Regions from separate parts of the Rattus norvegicus genome. Here region 1 is linked to region 2. The links are chromatin contacts, called in public Hi-C maps. All regions are on one chromosome and are shown on one strand. Each heading gives the region's core, a stretch centred on a gene start, on an enhancer-like site or on the middle of the called end of the contact. The rest is flanking DNA. Distances are from core to core; before and after follow the strand shown.

Evidence for each region. Hi-C and Micro-C count contacts between places; a contact is called where the count stands out from the background.
Region 1: a Hi-C map of the A7r5 cell line shows a contact between it and region 2, with 3 times the contacts expected there. The contact joins the enhancer-like site here to the promoter of Pea15 in region 2. A contact is called at or near these places in 5 of 12 Hi-C or Micro-C datasets (the A7r5 cell line, Schwann cells, hepatocytes and 2 more) and 1 of 1 datasets of contacts at active chromatin or transcription factors (oligodendrocytes).

Annotation. Positions count from the first base shown.
Region 1 is chr13:87,232,820-87,237,751 of GRCr8, reverse strand. It overlaps Atp1a4 (ATPase Na+/K+ transporting subunit alpha 4), which reads left to right. Exons shown (of 23, transcript NM_022848.3): 12 at 3,780-3,969; 13 at 4,100-4,272. Among named protein-coding and RNA genes, the nearest start is that of Atp1a4, 17 kb to the left of the region's middle. Within about 2 kb of position 1,586, at least 36 of the 93 cell types and tissues checked have an H3K27ac peak or open chromatin away from gene starts, as enhancers often do. A contact at or near this core is called in the A7r5 cell line, Schwann cells and kidney, where this site is marked.
Region 2 is chr13:87,197,384-87,202,338 of GRCr8, reverse strand. Pea15 (proliferation and apoptosis adaptor protein 15) reads left to right here and starts at 2,528. Exons shown (of 4, transcript NM_001013231.1): 1 at 2,528-2,613. It also overlaps a transcript of Dcaf8 not described here.

The DNA of each region.
Region 1 (4,932 bases), core at 337-2,836, 36 kb before region 2:
TGCCTCCAGCTGTACTTTGGAGCAGGTCACTCGTTCAGGAGAGCCGGCATCCCAAGTAGGAGGAAGGCTCAGCTCAAGGAAAGTGACAAAGCTGAGGAGAGGAGAATTAGGTGATAAAGGGAGAGGGTCCAAGCAGAATGCTGACACATGTTGCTTGCAAAGAGAACACATCATAAAATGCTAAGACAGATAGAGGCAGCTGACGCTGTTAGTCTAAACCAGTGTCTGCTGTGAAATTCGCCACTGTAGACACTAGGCTGTGACTGTAAGGCACTCTGTTTCCTTCGCCATCAATTAAGCCTTTTCCCTCCCTAGTGCAGCCATCATGAGACAGTTAGGGGTTGACAGCACACGTGCCATGTTTTCCTCTTTTTTATTTTTTGTTGTTGTCGTCTGTTTATTTGGAGACGGGGTTTCTCTGTGCAGCCCCGGCTGTCCTAGAACTCATTTCCAGGCTTTCTGTGTTTCATTTTTTCAAAAGCATTGCTTCATTATCTAGGGAGGAGCAGGTAGGAGAGGGTGAGTGATGGCCAGGGATACAAACAATGAAATCCAGAGAAGCTATGTGTGGTGGCCATGCCTATAACCTCGGCAGCTGGGAGAGGGCTGAGGCAGGAGGATTAATCTGAATTTCAGGTAAATTTGACCTGTAGTGTGAGAGATCTTGTCTTTAAAAGAAGGAGGAGGAGGAGAGGGGAGGAAGTGGAGGAAAAAAGGGGAGGAGGAGGAGGATGAAGAGAAGGAAAAGGAGGAAAAAGGAAGAAGGTGGAGGAAGAGGAGGAAAAAAGAGGAAGGAGGAGGAAGAGAGGAAAGAGGAAGGGGAGGAAGAGGAAGGGGAGGAGAAAGGAGGAAGAGGAGGAGGAGGAGGAGGAGGAGGAGGAGGAGGAGGAGGAGGAGGAGGAGAAGAAGAAGAAGAAGAAGAAGAAGAAGAAGAAGAAGAAGAAGAAGAAGAAGAAGAAGAAGAAGAAGAAGAAGAAGAAGAAGAAAAGAAAAAGCAAGCAAGGAAGGAAAGTCCATGGGGGAAGGGGGGATGAGGATTTCAGTAGAAAGTAGAGAACAGCCTTGCTGTGGCTGTGGCTGGAGGCCGACTAGGCCAGTTTGCTCAGACAACGGCTCCTCCAAGTACTTGTATTTCCATGAAGACCAGACATTTTGAGTGTGTGAAACAGGGTTACGAAATAAGACTCCTAAGTCAGTTTTGCCTTTCTGTCTTCAGGCATAAACAAAATGACAGCCTGTATGGATTTGAAAAACCCAGTTATTTGTACTCTGATGGAACACTAGGGATAAGTAGATCCACACTTCCGGTCTAAACTTGCCTTAGTCACTGTGATAAAATAGAGCTCCCAGATCTGCAGATAAGCTACAAACTTTGTTCCTACTTTTTTCTGACACTTGGTGGCCTCACTAACCAGACAGGAATTCCATGGCTTGGCAGAGGCCTTTAGATGAATTAGGCACCTTTCCCTCCATGTGGTTAAAAATAAAAGTCAAACATATTCATGACATTGTTGGAATGTCTAACAAGTAACCATGTTCCCCCAAATTACCATATGAGTGCTTCTGAGCTACTGAATAGCATTCAAGCAGCAGGCCTCGTCTCTGTGGCTCACTGTGTGGGACAAGCCAGCCCCACTAGCCTCAGCTCCAGCCGGCCCCAGCTCTGACAGGCTTTGAGTGAACTACTATAATTAGCTTGCTCCAAGGGCAGAGACTCCAGTCTTTGAAAGGAATGTGTCTTACTTAGCCTGTTAGTCTCTTACCATCTCTGAAATAGATTGTAGTCTGAGTATTTCTGATCTCTCTCTCTCTCTCTCTCTCTCTCTCTCTCTCTCTCTCTCTCTCCCTCCCTCCCTCCCTCCCTCCCTCCCTCCCTCCCTCCATCTTCTTTATATCTTTATAAAATCTTTGGAGGGGGTGGTGGTGGTAGACAAGGGTCTCACTGTGTATCCCTGTATGTCTCTGTAAACCGGGCTAGCCTCAAACCACCTCAGAAACCACCTGCCTTTGCTTCCTGGGATTAAAGGCGGGCACGACTACCACCTTGTTCTTTCTGTAATCTTAACAACAGTAACAACAAAAATTTGTTTGGATAAGTGTGGAGGTATATGCCTTTAATCCCAAAACACAGGAGACAGAGCCATGAGGCTCTCTGTAAGTTTGAGGCCAGCCTGGTCTACAGAATAAGTTCCAGACCAGCCAGGGCTTCATAGTGAAACCTAGCCAAACAAACAAACAAACAAACAAAAAACCCAAAACAACAACAAAACCCCCACCTATTTCTTTTTCCTTTCTTTCTTTTCTTTTTTAATTTTCGAGACAGTGCCTCTCTACATAGCCTGGATCTCATCATGCAAATCAGGCTGGCCTTGAACTCACAGAGATACACTTATCCCTGCCTCCTAAGTGCTAGAATTAAAATAGTGTGCCACCAGGCCCAGCCAAAACCCTTTTTTGGGGGGAGGGCATGTCATGGATTCCCTGCAGCAGCCAGAGGACAGTCTGTGAGACTGGCCCACTCCTTCCACTGTCAGTCCAGAGAGCAAATTCAGGTCATCAGATTTGGCTGCAAGCACCTTTATTTGCTGAACCATCTTGTAAGCTCTGTCTGTAGTCTTGTATCAATATTTTTATTCCCTGTGACCAAGTTAGTAGAGTAAGGAGCTCTCGTGCTCACTTGAGCCGTTTTAAATCATTCAGCCAATATTCACTGATCACTGAAAATAGTGAGCTTTGTTAATCTTACAGCTTCCTCCTTAAACCACGTTTTCTCCCTTTAACGACTTGAGCATATGTTCGACATAACTGATCATTCTTTAACAAGTCCGCTGTAACCACATTTTACGCGTCAGTGGCTCACCCCACTCAACATTCAGGAAATGCAGTCTGGTCTCCTCTGTGTTCAGTTCCTTTCAGTTTGCTGATTCTGTCTCCAACTGGGGCCATAGCAGGCAGTTCCTATAAGTCAAAAAGAGGAACTCTACGGGGTGCCTTCTCATAGACAGAGATCCAAGGAAACGGCAAACCCAAGCTGCCTGATTTCTCCCTCTGCTTGCTCCAGATTCTTTTCATGAACATACATACACACCTTGCCTTCCGTCATCAGACATCCAGCCCGTAGACAGTGTCTCTCGGTGGCATCTCCTGCCTGTAGGAGAATGGCTACGGGACTTCCGTGCTTCAGTGTCAAACCCTGGGTTTTGATTTTGCTTGGCAGCTCTCATTAGAAAAACAAACAAACAACAAACAAAAACAATAAAGGGGGCTGGAGAGATGATTCAGTGTTAAGAACACTGGCTGCTTTCCCAGAGGACCTGGGTTCAATTCCCAGCACTCGAATGACAGCTCACGAGTGTCTGCAATCCGAGTGATCTGATGCCCTCACACAGACACTTGTAGGCAAAACACCAATGCACATATTAAAAGTCAATAAATCGTTAAAAAAAATAAAATAGCCAAGACACGGTATTTTTACTTTCTATAGAATAGTGTATGGGAGCTGAGGTCTTGCAGGACTTAGCTGAGATCTCAAAGCAGATAAAACATGGATACTGGCTCTAGAACAGTGGTCCTCGAGTTCATGTGAGCCGTCCCGTCAGCAAGAGTCAGGGAGAAAGAGTAGCTGCTGTGCCCTCAGAGAACTTCTGGGCAGACGAGGAGCTGGACCCAGTCTAGAGTCCAGCCTGGTGGAGGGTGGAAGGTGTGTATGAAGCCGGTTACTGGTCTCTTGCCCTGCCCCCCCTCCAGTCTGGTTCTATCACTACATCTCCTCTCCCTAGATGTCTATTCACCTTCTGGAAGATAACTCAGAAGCCCACGTGCTGCTGATGAAAGGTGCTCCAGAAAGGATCTTGGATTTTTGCTCCAGTTTCCTGCTCAATGGGCAGGAGTACCCTATGGACGAAGAAATGAAGACAGACTTCCAGAATGCCTACATAGAACTGGGAGGTCTGGGCGAGCGTGTGCTGGGTGAGGAGCTGGGGAGAGGGCTCTGAAAGGAGGCCATCAGGATGACTATTTGTGGGGTGAACAGTTCAGAATGTTGGGGCTGTGTCGGGTGACACACTGGATGACAGCTGAACCCTTTGTCTCTCTGCAGGGTTCTGCTTCTTGAATTTGCCTAGCAATTTCTCTAAGGGATTCCAATTTAATACCGAAGAATTAAATTTTCCCATGGAGAATCTGTGTTTCGCCGGCCTCATATCTATGATCGACCCTCCTCGAACGGCTGTGCCTGATGCTGTTAGCAAGTGCCGAAGTGCAGGGATTAAGGTAAATCCCTGCCCTTCCCCAAAGTCCTCCACTTGTCACAATGGAAGGAACTGGTAGGACACTCAGTCTAGAGTAGGCCCCATACCCTTGGTCTAATTGACTGCCGCCTCCTTGAGCTTCTGGTGTCTACTCTTCGGAGATGTCAAACAGGAAGTTCCTTCCGGACGCCTATCTCGAATTGAGTGTTAAAACCACCATGGAAGTTTGAGAAGTCGGCTTTCTAAACCAAGCCCCAGACCTTAGGAAGACTCTTAGGCATCAGTATCTCAAAAGCTTCAGGAAACTCTGAGTATACAAGTTTGAAACTTCTGTCAAGCACAGTGCTTCAACCGTGTGTGAATGACCTTTCTGTTTCTGCCTCTCTGTCCCTGTCCCTCTGTGTCCTGTCTCTCCTCTTCTCTCCCTTCTTCTCTTCTCCTCTCCCCTGCCCTCCCCTCTCTTCCTCCTCCTCCCCCCTTCCCTCTCTCCCCCTCCCCTCCCCTCTCCTCCCTCTCCTCATCTTGATTCCCTAGCTGTGACACTGGAGAACAAACTCCTATACTGTGTTACCGCTGCTCTTCCAACTGTAGGAGGAGCTAATGCTGGGCTGGGTTATGATCCTACAAAGCTAAAGCACCTGGAGGCTGGAGCAGACAACAGTGAGGCTGAGGTTATAGAACT
Region 2 (4,955 bases), core at 1,279-3,778:
TGACGGTGGAGCACACCTCTAACCCCAACACTCCAGAGGCAGAGGCAGGTGGATCTCTGTGAATCGGAGGCCAGGCTGGTCTACAGATGGAGTTCTAGGACACCAGGGCTACATAGAAGAATCCTGTCTCAGAAAATAAACAGCAACAAACAAACAGCAAAATGGGCCCGGGGACTTCCACAATGGAAACAAACCTTCTCCTGGTTTTGACTGGAGGCAAAGGAATTAGGACATTCTAGTCAAAGGAGCGAGCAAACAAAAGCCTCAAAGCATCGGCAGGGCGTGTTTGTCATAACAGAGATCTGAAAAGTAAAGAGAAATTCAAGTTGTGGCCATGAGGTTGGGTAAGCATAGTGGGGTTGTTTTGTAGAGATGTCTGAACTAAATCCTATGAACCGGGAAAGGCAAAGTTTCATTTGGCAGCAAAAGCCACGGTGGACTTAAGGAGGGCAGGTGATGTCAAGAGGCAGGGGCAAGGAGCCCTGATCCTTGTCAGAAACTGTTTAATCAGAGTAAGTTCGGGAGACTCTGGCCCTGTGTGGTGACCGTGGTAACGGGGTGGTATTGCTGTTTGAACCAAGAGCATCTCCTAGACGTGGACCTGTCGGACTTGTCTGAAAAGGACGTGTGCGATCCCCAGGACAGGCTCAGGTGTGAGTAAACACATTCAAGTTGGAAGCATGAAAGGACCAAATCCCAAACAAGCGTCTAAGGAAGCAGACACAGTTTGATGCTGTTTCTAGAGAGGCTATCGCTATGTAGCCCAAGATGAGAATTTTCCTGCCTCAACGTTCTAAGTCTTAAGATGACAGGCGTATGTATACCACCGTGTTATACATGATATGAGCTTTTGGTAAGGCAGTGTAAAGTTATTTGATATCTACGTATAGAAGAATGAGCCCCGAGATTAGAGACGTTTTCACTCTCCACAGTCAAATCTAGGGAGTACTGCTAGAGACAATTGCAGAAGTCTATAAGGCAGAAACCAAATGTTTAATCAGCCTATTCACATGTACTGGATAACTAATAGGTAATTGGGTATTAGGTTACATCATAAAAATATTATGGGGTTTGCTTCATATAGATCAGCAAAAAATACTAAACTTAAGTGACTTTGACTTTCTTTTTTGCACCCATCTGGTACCAATCCCTAAAAGCTTTTTATTCCTGATTCTCAGAAGAACCCTATGAAGACAGCATTGGTAGCCTTAACTTTATGGACTTAAACTGTCTAAGGAAACAGAGTAAGTATAAAGTCCACATTCTCTGTGTCTTGCTCTGCCTGATTTCATTTATACAGTACATGTCTGTGCACAAGTGTGCCATCACTCTGGGTCTCAAAGATGGGTCAGCCAGATAGATTACAGCACAGAGCGAATAAGAAGCAAAAGCAAATTCTGAGGGTTATGTTCGTTATTTTCAAAGGGGCAATGGGCAGCCACGCCGGGGGAGATTAGCAAAGAGAAGTGCTGTACAGGAAACCTAAGGTGCAGGACCAGGACCTGCTTCTCCCAGAAGTGTGGCTCCGAGAGAGAAAGGGCTCATCTGAGAATGAGAAGAGGGGTCTCTGGTCAGCTGGAACTGAAGGCAAGATGGGGTGCTCCTGGTGGTGCAAACACTGAAGACCCTCTCAGGGTCAGACACTTCCAGAGCTGAGCTGAAACCCCTTATGCTTCTCCAGGTCTCCCTTCCCTCTTTCAGCCTGGCTGAGAATCTGGGGGAGGAAAGTCCCTGAGGTGTAGGGGAAGTGAGAATTATCACACTGGCCTAGGCAGAAGGACAGAGCTAGGAGACAGCTAAGTGTGGCTTTGTTGTCTATATTTGCATGCTGAGCTCATGGCTTTTTTCCCCAGAAAATAAAATTACATCATAGTGTGTGGGGGTGTGGGGGTGTCGGTGTGTGTGTGCGGGGGGGGGGGGTATATTTGGGAAAGGCAGGAGGAGCACAGGGGTCCAGCTGCTGTTATATAGAAGAGATCATGGCTCCGGGCCAAGTAAAAGCGATTCCCCTGTTGCTGCCTGTGCCTGCCCCTGTCCCATTTCTATCGGAGCGTGGATAAACTTGATCGTTTCCTACTGATTCTCTCTCTGATCTATAAGGCTAGGAAGGAGGTTTTTCTAAATACTAAAGCAAAGTAGCTAAGAGAACCCCAGAGGCCACAGGCCTTCCAAATCCCCCAATCCAAATTGATTTGCCTTCTGGGGGTCCTGGCCATCGTGGTCATCCAGAGGTCAGAGGGCAGGAAAGTGACCCACTAGGAAAAAAAAAATCTTCCCACAGTTGAAGGGGAAGAGGCAGAGTCCATACCATCCCAGTCCTGTCCCCATCCTAGGAGCCTTCCAGAACCCCAGTCCCCAGTCCCTGTCCCCTCCTGCCTCCCCTCCCCCTTTCCTCACCGCTCCCCGCCCCCCGCCCCTCCCCGGCTCTGACATCACCGGCCAGTCGGGTGGGGTGAGGCGGTGCTGGGCTCAGGCTCTGCTCCACGGGCGGAAGAGGCGGCGGCGGCAGGATCGGCGGCAGCGGTGGCCGGAGCCAAGGAGCAGGCTCCAGACGCTGCTTAGGAACCGGGGATCCGGGAGTGCCCGCACCCTGAGCTCTCAGCTCCGGAGGCGGTGAGAGGGGGAGAGGGGAGACGTGTCGTGGGGAGGAGGTAGTTTGGGGGTCTGGGTTTGGAGGGTCACGATCCCGGACGCAGGGGACAAATAGGGGAGCTTGAGAATTCAGACAGGTCCACGGTGTCAGGCCCTGTGGGGTCCGTCTCTGTCGATGATTCCAGAGACGGGTGTGCTACAGGCAGCGTGGCTTCATCCGCCCATTCCGTGCTGAACAGCAGTTTGGGAGTCCGATGGGGCCTGAGGATTAGGATGTAGCCTGCTTCCCGCCCAGCCGGCCAAGCCAGGCCAGCTCCCGCCCCTCCCTCCTCGCTTTAGCTTCGGACTCGCCTCTGCAGGCGTCCAGGCTCAACTCAGCCCTGCCTCAGTTCCTCCGGCAGCTGGCAACTGGCGGGCAACTGGTTCGGGTACTCTCACGCCCAGCTTACTGCGTCGGAGGAAAGTGGGATTGGTGGAAGCTTGCCTGTAGGAAAGGAGCTGGGGGGCATGATGTAGGCATGATGTAGCCAATATAAAGACCCTAGTTAATTTTTAAAATAATCCGTGTCAAAACCGACAGGGGCACAAACACACCTTTAAGAAAAAAAAGACAGCCAACCACACAGTGACACACACCCATGTGACTTACACACATCCTCTCATACAAACCAAATCACAACATCCCTGCACTATGCATCCACCCACCCACCACAGCCCGTTTGTTACCTCCCATGTGGAGTCTCCTTGACCAGCACCACCTCTAAGACATCAGTCTTAACAGGAATGGATGTTCAGTAGTGGGTGGAAAGGGCCACTGTCCACAAACACACCTAGATTTTGTAGTTTTAGTGGCAATACCTCAAGGACTGGTGAGCCCGTGCTCTCACCTGGGTGAGGGGCTTCTTGTAACCTTTGTTGCTGACTGAAAGTTTAGAGTGTACGGTACCTGGGAGTGGCTAGATTCTGGACATCAATAGGGCCAAAGGATGGAGGAGGAGTAGAAGCCAGGGAGAGGGTGAAAAGAATGAGTCAGCTGAGGATGGAACCCGAGTCAGAGGGAGATGAGAATGAGAGGAATGTGAGAGAAGAGAGAACCACAGAGAAAAGGAAAGAGGTGGCCAGGGGAACAGGAAGAGTGCTGGAGAGGAGGCTAAAGAGAATCACAAGTTAGGGAGGGTGAAGGCAGGGAGGTAGGAGAAACCTGTGAAGATCGGAGTCTTGCTTCTCTAGGTTATGTGTCTGGCCCCCGGGCTGGACATTGCTTCTCTAGGTTATGTGTCTGGCCCCCGGGCTGGACATTGCTTCTCTAGGTTATGTGTCTGGCCCCCGGGCTGTAGGAGCGATTAGTGTTAATTGCCCTTCCCTTTGTGGTTAAACACTCTAGAGGGGAAACTGCCAGCACGCCTTAAGCTGCCAGCATCCCTGGCTGCCTGCTACTTGTGTGACACCTGTGCTCGGCAGGTGTACATACACTGTCATACAGAAGGGCACAGAGCCACACTGTTCCTCACACACATATCTTCATGTACAATGTCACGATGGCCATCTCCGTGAGCTGAGCTGATCCGTAGCCACCCAGCATGCACATTCAGTTCCTCCCAACCAACCTTTCTCTTTTTCCATTCTGAGGCTCATCCCTTCCCTATGGTAGCTCTGGGTATTTAGGTGGGGACACTGGGTATAGGAAGTTCAAATGTATCCATGGCTACCCCCAAATGGGGTGAATGAATAGAAGAACTGGAAGGTCTGAATGCCCATTAAAAGAATAATAAAAGGGGGTTGGGAATTTAGCTCAATGGTAGAGTGCCTGCCTGTCAAGCCCAAGGCCCTGGGCTGGGTCCTCCAAGGTGGGAGGGGGGTGGGAGACAAAATTACAAAAAAAAGACACACACACCCCAAAAGGGTAGCTGAGATAGAAAAACTAAAAACGACTGGGGAGAGAGGAACTAGACGAGGAAAGGAAAAGCTGGGAAAGATGTGAACAGCTAGCTAGTCTGGGGAGAGTCACCCAGGGCCCATCCCTGCTCACAACCACGAAGCCTGCTCTGCCCTGTCTAATCCTATGCCAGCTATCTCTGGCTGCCTCCATCTTGGGCATGACCTTTCCCTTCCCAGGGGCAACCTGTTCTTCATTTTAGATGTACATTTTGGAGCCCTACTCCCGGGCTGACCTTGGGACCGTAAAAAACTTCGTCTTTGTTACAGGAAGAAAGAAGAGTGTCTGCTGAGATACCCAAAGCTAGATTAAAAGGCTGGGGGAAGAAGCCAGTTAAGATACTGAAAGAAACACTCGCTGGCTCTCTGGACTTGAGGCCCAGGTAGCACTGAAATCACAATAGCTGCGGCCTTGCTCACGCCCTTCC